Linked DNA regions of Gasterosteus aculeatus: region 1 is linked to region 2. The links are chromatin contacts, called in public Hi-C maps. All regions are on one chromosome and are shown on one strand. The core of a region is the stretch at or near the end of the contact, and the rest is flanking DNA. Distances in the headings are between cores, read along the strand shown. Region 1 holds the start of LOC120807654 (F-box only protein 30). Region 2 overlaps adgb (androglobin).

The links. A called contact is a pair of places that touch in the nucleus more often than the background predicts.
Region 1: a Hi-C map of skeletal muscle shows a contact between it and region 2, with 5 times the contacts expected there. The contact joins the promoter of LOC120807654 here to the enhancer-like site in region 2. A contact is called at or near these places in 4 of 6 Hi-C or Micro-C datasets (skeletal muscle, tail fin and whole body).

Annotation. Positions count from the first base shown.
Region 1 is chr18:12,929,423-12,934,653 of fGasAcu3.hap1.1, forward strand. It overlaps LOC120807654 (F-box only protein 30), which reads left to right and starts at 3,413. Exons shown (of 3, transcript XM_040159909.2): 1 at 3,413-3,556; 2 at 4,831-5,231. The coding sequence starts at 4,876. grm1a (glutamate receptor, metabotropic 1a) reads right to left here and starts at 778. Exons shown (of 9, transcript XM_078093366.1): 1 at 640-778.
Region 2 is chr18:12,867,862-12,873,137 of fGasAcu3.hap1.1, forward strand. It overlaps adgb (androglobin), which reads right to left. Exons shown (of 34, transcript XM_078093363.1): 27 at 5,190-5,276; 28 at 3,870-3,981; 29 at 1,917-2,065; 30 at 1,352-1,507; 31 at 1,161-1,233; 32 at 971-1,049. Among protein-coding and RNA genes, the nearest start is that of stxbp5a, 13 kb to the left of the region's middle. Within about 2 kb of position 2,315, at least 1 of the 9 cell types and tissues checked has open chromatin away from gene starts, as enhancers often do.

The sequences.
Region 1 (5,231 bases), core at 2,163-4,662, 63 kb after region 2:
GGGAGACAGTCCTGGTGCTTTTGAGCAAGGCATTTAACTCAAACCTACCTTAGCTACCTTGCTATCCACTGGGAATTGCCCGACCCTGCGGCTGGTTAGCTCTGAATAGAGCGCGTACTTGAACGTTTCCCAAGTCATCGTATTTCGTTCCGAATAGCCGGTGCTGTTTAAGGGGATGCTGAGAAGCGTGCGCGCGGTCCATCGAGAGCAGGTTTCAGCACCACGGACAGCGCGCGTACCAAATACACACGTTACGGGGACTTTTACCTTGTCCAAGCTGTCAAACACATTCTTCACCATTTGACTTTAGATATAGTTCATTAACAAAGCCGAAAGACGCAAAATCCTCCCGCAGCCGACTGTTGTTTGACGGTTTACACGAAAATAAGAAAATCTAGATTTGTAGATATTTTTCATCAGCAGGTATTATTACAGTATAACTATTAATAAGAACAATAATGCAGTCTAACAAAATTGTAACACCAACTAAGCCAATATCATTCATCGGGAGGAAGCCAAACATGAGTCGTCTCTTCTCAAAGGACTATATTGGATAATGGACTCTTAGCCGTCTTTTCCGTGGCCCTGTTTATATTCATCTTAAGAGGCTGTTTCTCTGCGAAAAGCATCCAAATTTACCTGAATCCTTGAGACATGTCGCGTGCGCACCTTTCTTCTCCAGCGCGCGGTCCTCCAATGTATCTCTTGAGTCTCTCTCTCCTTCACTTCTTCCCTCTCTCCCTCTCTCTCTCTCTCTCTCTCCCTCACTCCCTCCCCCTCTCTCTCTCTCTCCCTCTGCTGAAGATCCCACTCAACCATCGCCTTTTCCTTAATATATGTTTTGTTCGTGATGCCTTCATGTCTTAAAAACATGCATCTTGGAGTAAGCGCTGCAGTGCTTTGCCGGAGCTAAAATAACAGTCAAAACGTGGAAATCTAGTTTATTTTTTTTAACGACCATTATCAACCCACGTCACGCAGAGCATTTTCTCCCTCTCAAGCAGCTTTGAAAACGTTTGATGACAAAGTTTAGCCTGTTAGACAACACAATTGCTCACACTGTTATAAAATGGTAAATGATAAAATGATTTAAAAAAAATGCAGCTGTCACATCGTTAATATATGTAACATTTAATAATTCAGTGGGTGAAAAAGTTTGAGAAAGAGAGAGAAAGTGATATGAGGTATTGAGGCTAACCATGGTTAACGCCTGACCATGTGACAGTTTTCTATAACTGAAGAGAACTTGTGACATTTTAGACCGAGAGCGCCAACAATAAGCAGGCAGAAGCATCACGCACAGCTGTCCGTGATGACTAATATGCCTCATATGTTCAGTCCTGAGCTGACTTGAGGCCCTCTGGCTCCAAATAGGCTACAATCGATATCTTCAGCACCATGGACAGCGATCAACATTTTTGCATTGCACCATCAAGTGTTTGAATGAAGGTCATTGATGTCATAAGCCATAAATCATAAGGTTAGCCACTGTAAGCTACTTTTACTCAATAGAACTTCTGAAACAACACCGTCCCTTAGTGATAAAAACATTGACTGAGTCCTAATGGTTAATCTTCACCCTGCACATTGTCCTACGCAAAGACACGTAAAGCACCCAAGGGACATGCAGTTTACTTGGTAGGCTCTTGTCGTGACTCATGCCAGGCGGTATAAATCAGGAAAAAACTTATTAGAGTCGCTATGACACCGCAACTGCTGGTGCCATGGGCTTCGGGAGCGAGCATCTGCTATTGAACCTGAATTAAAGTGACATGCTTGAGAAGGAGGGGACTACTTGGATTCTGCAGCAACACTTCAGGGCAGAGGGCAACGGCGGTGCTCTGTTTATTCTAGGACAGCAGCCTGCGTGGGTTGACCACGTAGCCCATCCAGTTAAGACCCGAGGTCTGAGCGCATAGGCTGTTATCCTTTCGATGATGTATCATTAGTCAATAAAGACTTATTTATATATTATAATACTTCTTTATTAAAATTAAATGTATGATATCAGTTAAAAGGAATAAATATCTTACCTCATTATGACCTTTTGCGGTTCCTCATTGTCAAAATGGGACGATCCAAACATACATTTCTGTTAAAATTAATAAAAACATTAACCTTAATCAATCTCTCGACAAACCGTCTTTGATTGCCTGGCTTCTTGCAACTCAAGGGAATCCCTTGGTGCAAATATTTTTTTCGACGTGGAATTGATAGCATTTTAACATGTGACAGTTTACAGACAGCAGGCAAATATAATTAAACAAATCTTGGTTTGGAGTCTAAAATGCAACGTTAAGCTTAAAAAAATTGCACGGATATTAATCCCGAGAAGCTCACAGCTCAGTTAGCGGTGTTAAATCTATCCACCCAATCTTCATCCTCATCACCCTTGTGTATCATGGCTTGGGTTGCATCGGCACTGTGCATAATATACAAGTAAACCTCATGTGAATCTGTAAAACTCAAGTGCATGACGTTGTTCTTCAATTCATCAGTAATCCAATATACAGTATGCTGATCCCACAAAGCATTAAATACAAAATAATAATAATAATAATGACATTGACAGTTTAAGGATTTAATTGGAGAATAAATTGCAAATTAGTATCTTTTTATGTATTTACATTTTATATCATTTAAATTATGATGGCCCCAATAACTGGGTTTATAACACCCCATGACAAGTGTATTCAGCACTGCAAGCGCTGTCCCGCAGATTTGTGTGCATGAGTCAGCCCCTCCTGCTCCAGGGGTGATGTTTTGTCCGTTACCCAGACCTCAAAACGCGGCGTGTCTTTCAGTTAACTCAGAGGATTTACGAATCTGACCGTTACCAATCGGTGGGCCAGGTGGCAAAACTAGTACAGCAGTGACCTCGGCTGTTGGTTACTGGTCGTTGCGGGCATCTGTGGAGTTTGTAAGGGTTCTCTATTTTAGATGGCTACATTTAAATTAATGTATGGATGTAGATGTTGCTGATTTCAAATATAGTAATCATTATATACAAGATAAATGTTTAATACAACAACCTATTTTACAAAATGTATTTTTGTCGGATTTGTATATTGGATTTTCATAACACTATATATGTCAATTAAATATTCAAATAAATTAAATTTAGCATTAAATCATAATGTTAAATAAAAAGGTAAAAAAAAGACGGATTGGAGTATGTATATAATATATATGAATATAATTCAAATATGATTACATAAACTAAAAAATGTTAAACTTCCAGACTTTACTTTTTTGCTTATTTATGAGAACAGTCACACTTAGGTAAGTGTAACTATCATACGTAATAATTTTATTCTATTTTTTAATTTCCTGTTCCTTTCGTTTTTCAGCCCTTGTAATGTAATAATACATATTGATGTAACGTTATGGCGACAATTCAGCCAATAAAGTTTTGAACAGAAAAAAAGAGGCTGAGCAACAAGGACTGTAGTTAGCTAACATTAGCACTTTCCCAACAGAGGTAATTTAGCTACAGTAACAGCAAATTGTATTTAGATATAATAGCCAAACCCAATCTTATCAACACAACGTAAAGGTGAGAAGCTACCTGCGTGCTAACGCTACATTATCATGCTAAGTTAGCTTTTCGTGAACTTCCGAGTTAGCTAACTTAGCTGTTGTTGGCAAACATTAGCCGGTCCGTGCATCCTGCCATTGTTCCAAAGAAAAAAAGAAAAAAAACGGGTCGATTTGACAGCAAAATAAAAGTGGCGTGCACTATTATATGTATATATAAAACATGTCTGCACAACAGCTAAAGCTGGTCGTGTCGTCTGGGGGTCCCTTTGTTACACTGCTGTGTGCATCAAACCACAACTGTATGATTACAAGATGCGTTCATAAGTCACCCAGAAACTATTCATAGCGTCACAAACGTGCAGCCACGGCTGCAGAACGTTGACTTTCTCAGTAAACATACATTTATCCAACGTTGAACACCACCACGTTCCACGTTACTTTATTAAAACCAAACAGGGGCCTTGGGGTCTGCCACAGTTCTTCGGATACTCCCGACTCCTGCTGTTCAACTCTGGTATTTACGTTATATTTATCATATTTATTGCACTTCAGTCTTTGCGGTTGGTCTGTGAGAGGTCCTGCTTTTCCATTTCACACTAACTAAAGGGAACCAACGAGTACACAATCAGACGTCAATCAAACAGTCTCTTCAGCGTCCTCAAACTGTCAATTTATCTCGTTTTCAGGACTCAGTACCAAACAACATTACGATTTAGTTTTCTGATGTCATTTTGAGACCGTCTCAGGACTCTGTATTGTAAGAAAGGGAAGGTTTGGACCTGGTAAATGGTGAAATGGTGTAAATATGAAGGGCGGCAACTTGTCACGTCGCACCTGACAACGGAAAATAAAAAGATTTACAATTGAGGGTATTTATTTCACCCCTTTTACTCTGATTTGATTTCCTTCCTTATATAACGAAGATAAATAAATGTTAATGCATTTCGTCAAAATAGCTTCAATGACAAAATTCAATATTTGATGAATAAATGAGTAAAAATGTCTGATTTCATGTTTTTATTTAATCCCCGTGCTTTCACCGGTTATCTCATTTTAACGTCACACTGCGACGACGTGTGGGTAATCCCCTTGGGCGAAGTCAGCATCTAATATTGACTCACGCAAAAAATGTCTGCCAGACCCTCAAACACTTCACGATGACCGTGGGACAGAACCAAACTCTCACAGAGTCAGAGGGGATGCACCTCAAAGTCTGTTAGTTTGTTTGTTAATTTACTTATCTCATTTTTTAATACACTGATATTATTTCTCTTTCATCTTATTCGGCAGGGCAGTGTATTTTCCCCCCTCTGTTACACTCCTTGAGGTCCGAAGATGGAGGAGGACCACGTTCACTGTATGTCCTGCGTTAATCTGAGATGCCAGGTCAGACCTCAACTGGGCATTTCTTGTGATCTTATCGCCTGTCCCCTGCTGTGTGGGGCTGTATTTCACTCCTGCAAAGTTGATGAGCACCACCTCATGTGCGCACTGATGAGGGTCCCCTGCCTAAACTGTGGCTACGGCTGCCCTGCCACCCTTGTTCGCAACCAAATGTATGCACACCTCGAAGTGTGTCCAGCCGGAGTTGTGTGCTGCACAATGGAGTGGAACAGATGGCCCGTTAGCTGCCTGGACTATACTTCCTATGAGAGCCTGAGCCGTGGGGTGGAGGAGGTGGAGCAGTTAGA
Region 2 (5,276 bases), core at 1,065-3,564:
GCTTCATCCTGAATATTAACATTGCTGGCGCAAAGTTGTCAAGATAGGAGCTAGTTAGTTAGTTAAGATTTCAACATATGTAATAAACTTATCATACCTATAAATAAAATGTGTGATGGTCACTTTTTTGATCATCTCCCACAACCTGAAATAGTTTCCTCGAACCTTCATGAATACTTTATAGTATAATAAAGGAACAGTGTATAGCATTTATGAGGGTCTCTTGGCAGAAAGAATATATTATTAATAACTACAGAGCTATGTTTAGTATCCCAGAATGGTAAAAACCAGAAATGGGTCTTCTGCATAGATCTCCCCGACGCTGGTGAAGACTTGTGTACTTTTGTTTGATTTATCCACATTTCATCTGGAAGCTAATGTATTTATTCAAACAAAAGTTTAGTCTTTTTCTCTCCCTAGCCTCCAGTTATGTTTAATTACACATCACTGTCCATTTAGAGTCCATGCATTGCCCTTTCAGGAGAGCCAAAGTGCACATTATATGTGCTGCTATTCATTGCTATTCACAGCACCAACGGGAGCAAAGGTCAAAAACACAGGAAATCATCAATAATGTCCTGCAGACACTTTATGAACCCGACTGCTGGTACGTCTGCACACCGAGAATACGCAACAACCCCCGGAGGAACTTAATTCAGCCTCACAAATCGAGAAAAAATCCAGAGTCAAGTGTGTGGGAAAAGGGATTTCTACAGGAAAATTGAAAGAGCTTGTCAGAAAAGAGAGTGGGAGGATGAGGCTGCCTTTGTTGTTTATGCATTATTCCCCCCTTGCTGCCCTCTATAAGCACACATATGATTGGGGCTGAACGGGCTGTCTGCTACAGGGAGGTAAACATTGATACAAGTCTATCACATCCTGGTGGAACGGATGCAAACTCACCATCATCAGCATCATATACTTGTGCTGTCTAATAATAATAAAACATTGTGTAAGTGGGTCGAAGCACCTGATGAAGGGACTGTAGTCCATGGTCACTGTGTTGTTGGATGGACTGAGAGCCGTGCCAGGATCAGATCTGGGATCAGCTGTCAAACAATCACAAAAATCTCATCACCACACTGTACGTGATGAATAAAAAGAAACTGCACAAATAAGTATGCATATATGTGTGGGTGTGTGTATCTGAAGAAGGGAACCTGGCTCTGTGCTTTCTGCGCCGCCCTCGGGAAGTTGGAACTTGCGGAGATACTTGAGACGAGACTGTAAAGCCTGAAGGAACACAGAACATTTGTACCGTTTGTCGAACGTTATTAGCCAAACATTATTCACATTATTACGGACGATGACATTGTAAACGGCTGATTTACAATCACAGCCTCCGGGTGACCTTAGCACCGCGTCCTGGTTCAGCCGCTTCCCAGGCTTCTTTGATGGCTTTTATCTGGTCCATCCGCTCCGTGTCCTTCGTCATACTGATGCTCTCCGCTTCGCTCTTGTCAGTGACCACACGCAGAGTCCAGTTTGCCTTAGTCAGGTCAAGGCTCTGCACAGAGATGGACGCACACAAATAAAACCACAAAGCACGCATGGACAAAAACACGCCGCACACGTACGAAGCGCAAACACATACGAGGTCACAACACCACAATACATAATGAGCCACAGTCAGTCTGGATTATACAGTATGTCCTGTTCAGCTGCTGTAAATAACATACTTCTGTTATTGCAGAGTTCATCCCGTCCTCTACCTGCCAATGCCAAAACTAAAATATTCAAAATGGAAATGTATTGACGGGAACCATTATTCTGAAAATCATTGACTTGAGGGTTTGAAACGTACAAAGCAATAAATAAAAGGCACTTACAGAAGATTTGACAACTAAACCAAGTCTATCATACTGAGAATTGTACAATGCTGGTTCATACAGTGTCGTGGTGTTACCAAGTATTACCATTTCCAGCTTGGAGCCAGATTTCAAGTTGGAAGATGGCCTCCCCTTCACCCTGATACCTTCCCCTTTGCGGTTGGCTTTGGGTGTGCCGGATTTTTGCCTTGTCGAGTCAGCGGTCGATGCTCGGTTTAACTCCTGAGGCTTGTGTACTGCGTTGTGCAAACAGAGATTAGATTGGTTACTATCAACATGTGATCAAGACTTGCTCACTACTTAAAACAGCACGACTAATTTGGATGTGTGCACAACGTTCATATCGACAGACATATATATTTCCATTGAGGTGAATTGATCTTCATAATGCTGTTCAGTTTCTAATCAACGTAATCAAAGCTCCTCCGATGTGGGAGGGTGACATTCAGGTGTTGTGTGGTCAAACGTGTGCCAGATGGCACTGTTGCACTTTATAGCTGAAGTGAACACGATCCCCAGTCTAGTCGAAGCATTAAATGAGTCTCGCTCAGATAAAATACATAAAATAAAAATAGAAAAGGCACAATAATCCATCGTTTAACTGACAAGCTGCCATTCTGCCTGAACAGATTTGGTGTTGCATACACATATTGAATGTTCAAATCAGATCAATCAGTGCTGTAATTTCAGGCTTATATTCGTATTAAAAAAAACAGATTTTCAGCTTGCTAAACTTAAATAGAATCTATTTCTTTTTCCTTTTACTAAGAGCCAAAAAGTACCATTGTTTTGAGAAGGAAAACGCTGCACTCACAGCTTGACTGCTCACTATGCACTGGGGTCTAAAGCAGAGATGGTGTTTATGCATTCATTAAACATGCGCAGTTCAATATTTTGACAGCAGCTGGTTAAACAGCTGGTTTAAACGCTGTCAAAGCTTGGCATGTCGTGTATCCATGTAGCATGTAGGGACCATGATCAAGGGCACAGCCTCACCACTGAGACCGAGTTAAACTCGGCGAAATTAATTCACTTTCCTGCTAAGATATTTCCCAGGGCACCACGTGGGGGCAAGAGCCAACTTCATTTGACTTCCCATTGACCCACTTTCTCGGGCCTATCGGAGAACCCACGGGAGGTTTGTGCGGACACGGGCCCACGTGTATACATGCGGAGAAACCCGCGCAAACGTTAAATGCTATCATTTATACATGAAGAGAAAGCACACGCTGAAGACGAGAAGAACACACAGCGTATCTGAGCTGCACGAAATCATTACTGTATCATTACTATAATGCATGTAAACACAGGCTTTGACTTCCTCTGTCGTCAAAATACTTCTGATCACCGTATTTGTGGTTGAGGGATTCCTCCCACGCAGAGACAGAGAGAGGAGAAGAGAACGAGGCTGGCCTTTTCTCTTCAGGCAATTCGTGCAAATTGTCACCCATCCAGCGGCTCTTTTTCACGTCGACGTTCAACCGTGTCGCAATTAATTCATCCCCCTCTGAATTTTTCACGGGGCGTCTGTAGATTTCAAAGCCCCGATTTTACGATCGACGCAGTTTGTGCAGCGCGATTAAAGAAGCGGGAGAGTCGGTTGACGGAGGACTGGGATTTCCGCCTCAGCCAACGACCAGTGGGCACGAGATATCACAGGCTGATCTGCGAAGGCAGCTGTATTCGTTTGGCTCCCGTTCGGCTCGTGATTAACAGGCCCCTGGCGAGTAGCAGCAAAGACAACAGACAGCATCTGCTTGGCCCCTGACACACTGCCCACTGTGTATCAGCCGTATACATCACACTGAACACAAGACGAGCCACGGGCGGAGCAATAAACATGAGGGAAATATTAGAAGATCTACTCAGAAGCATCGCTTGGATGCTCAGACCACGATTCATGTCACTTTACTAAATCGACACGATTATACGTTTTCAAGGGGACCGAATGAAAGACCCCAAGCTCCTTCCCGCCTGTCCCTCGGCTGTGGTTGACTGTTTGAATGTTGGGTTTTGCGCGCGGTGCAGGTGAGTCTGTACCTCTCATTTCGTTCGCCTCCAAGTCTCTGAGCGTGCGGACGAAAGCCAGCTGAGACTGATCCAGATCCCAGGTCTTATAAAGCACCTCTGTCTGCACCACATACTTATGGACCTGTGGGACACGTACGAGCAAAGTCAGTGTACAACACTCATGCAAGACACTACACTACTAACAGAAACAAACAGGCAGCATGATGCATTTGGCATGCATCGCCATAAAAGCACAACCAACATGAGGTGGATGCTGTTTTGTTGACTTTCAGCTGAAAACTGCACTAGCGGGGAGGATTCAAAAGAACTGCACGTTGCTGTGCTCTTTGACAGAAGGAAACGCTTGGCTCAACGGATGAGAGGAGGCAGAGGGCGTGTTAGCCGAGCTTATATCGGAGGTGGCAAGTCCCACATTCATTTTCGCTAAACAAGAAAAGACAGCATTCGTACGAATAGAGCAGGAGGTTGTAGAAAAACTAGGCTGTATTACATCGTCTGGTGTGATGCCTGGGGTTGTTACAGAGCATGATAATTCAGGTTTTCGTGTTGTTAAGACTTCCGATAACTTAATCTCTGCTATAAAGGCCACATTGGAATCTCGTGTTTACATGTGTAGTTAAGTGCAACACAAATTACAATAAAGGAGCCTGTTCCATTGAAATAGCATTACTAAGTGGGCATCAATATGTCTGTTGTGGGTCAACAAAGGCTCAACCCACCCAAAATGACCAATACAATGATCAAATGTCTGAGGCTGTACTCCAGATGTGTTGCTGGTGCCACCACAGTCACACAAATGAATCCCATTGGATTTTATTATCAGACTACAGGTTTGTTAGATAGGTGGTTCTCAAATAATTCAAGTGACTCGTCATCTCGGCTCCCTGACAACCACTGATAAGTCAGACAGTACCAACAAAAGCTCCAAAAACCTCCCCAAGAGGATCTGCTGCTCTACTATTGCAAATGTTGTCTTTGCAAGAATGCATGTGTGGGCGTGTTCAAATGTGTGTGTGTGTGTGTGTGTGTGTGTGTGTGTGTGTGTGTGTCTGCCGTGTGAATGTGTGTAAGGCGTTATGTGTATCTCTGGCAGTGAAAAATTGAAATCAACGCAGGCAGCAAGGAAGTGGGTGACAAAGGCAGAGAGGGGAAGTGAGATGCACGCTTGTGTGTGTATGTGTGTGTGTGTGTGTGTGTGTGTGTGTGTGTGTGTGTGTGTGTGTGTGTGTGTGTGTGTGTGTGTGTGTGTGTGTGTGTGTGTGTGTGCAAGTGAGATATGTAAAGTGTTGGAGCAACAGCAGATACCACGCAGGCAGTTGTCAGTGATACCATCGTCTCTGTGGGAGGCTGGAACTGGTCAAACGATGAGTCCTGTTTCCCAGCCGCGCTGTCCTTGTCTCTGTCCTGCGGGGCGTC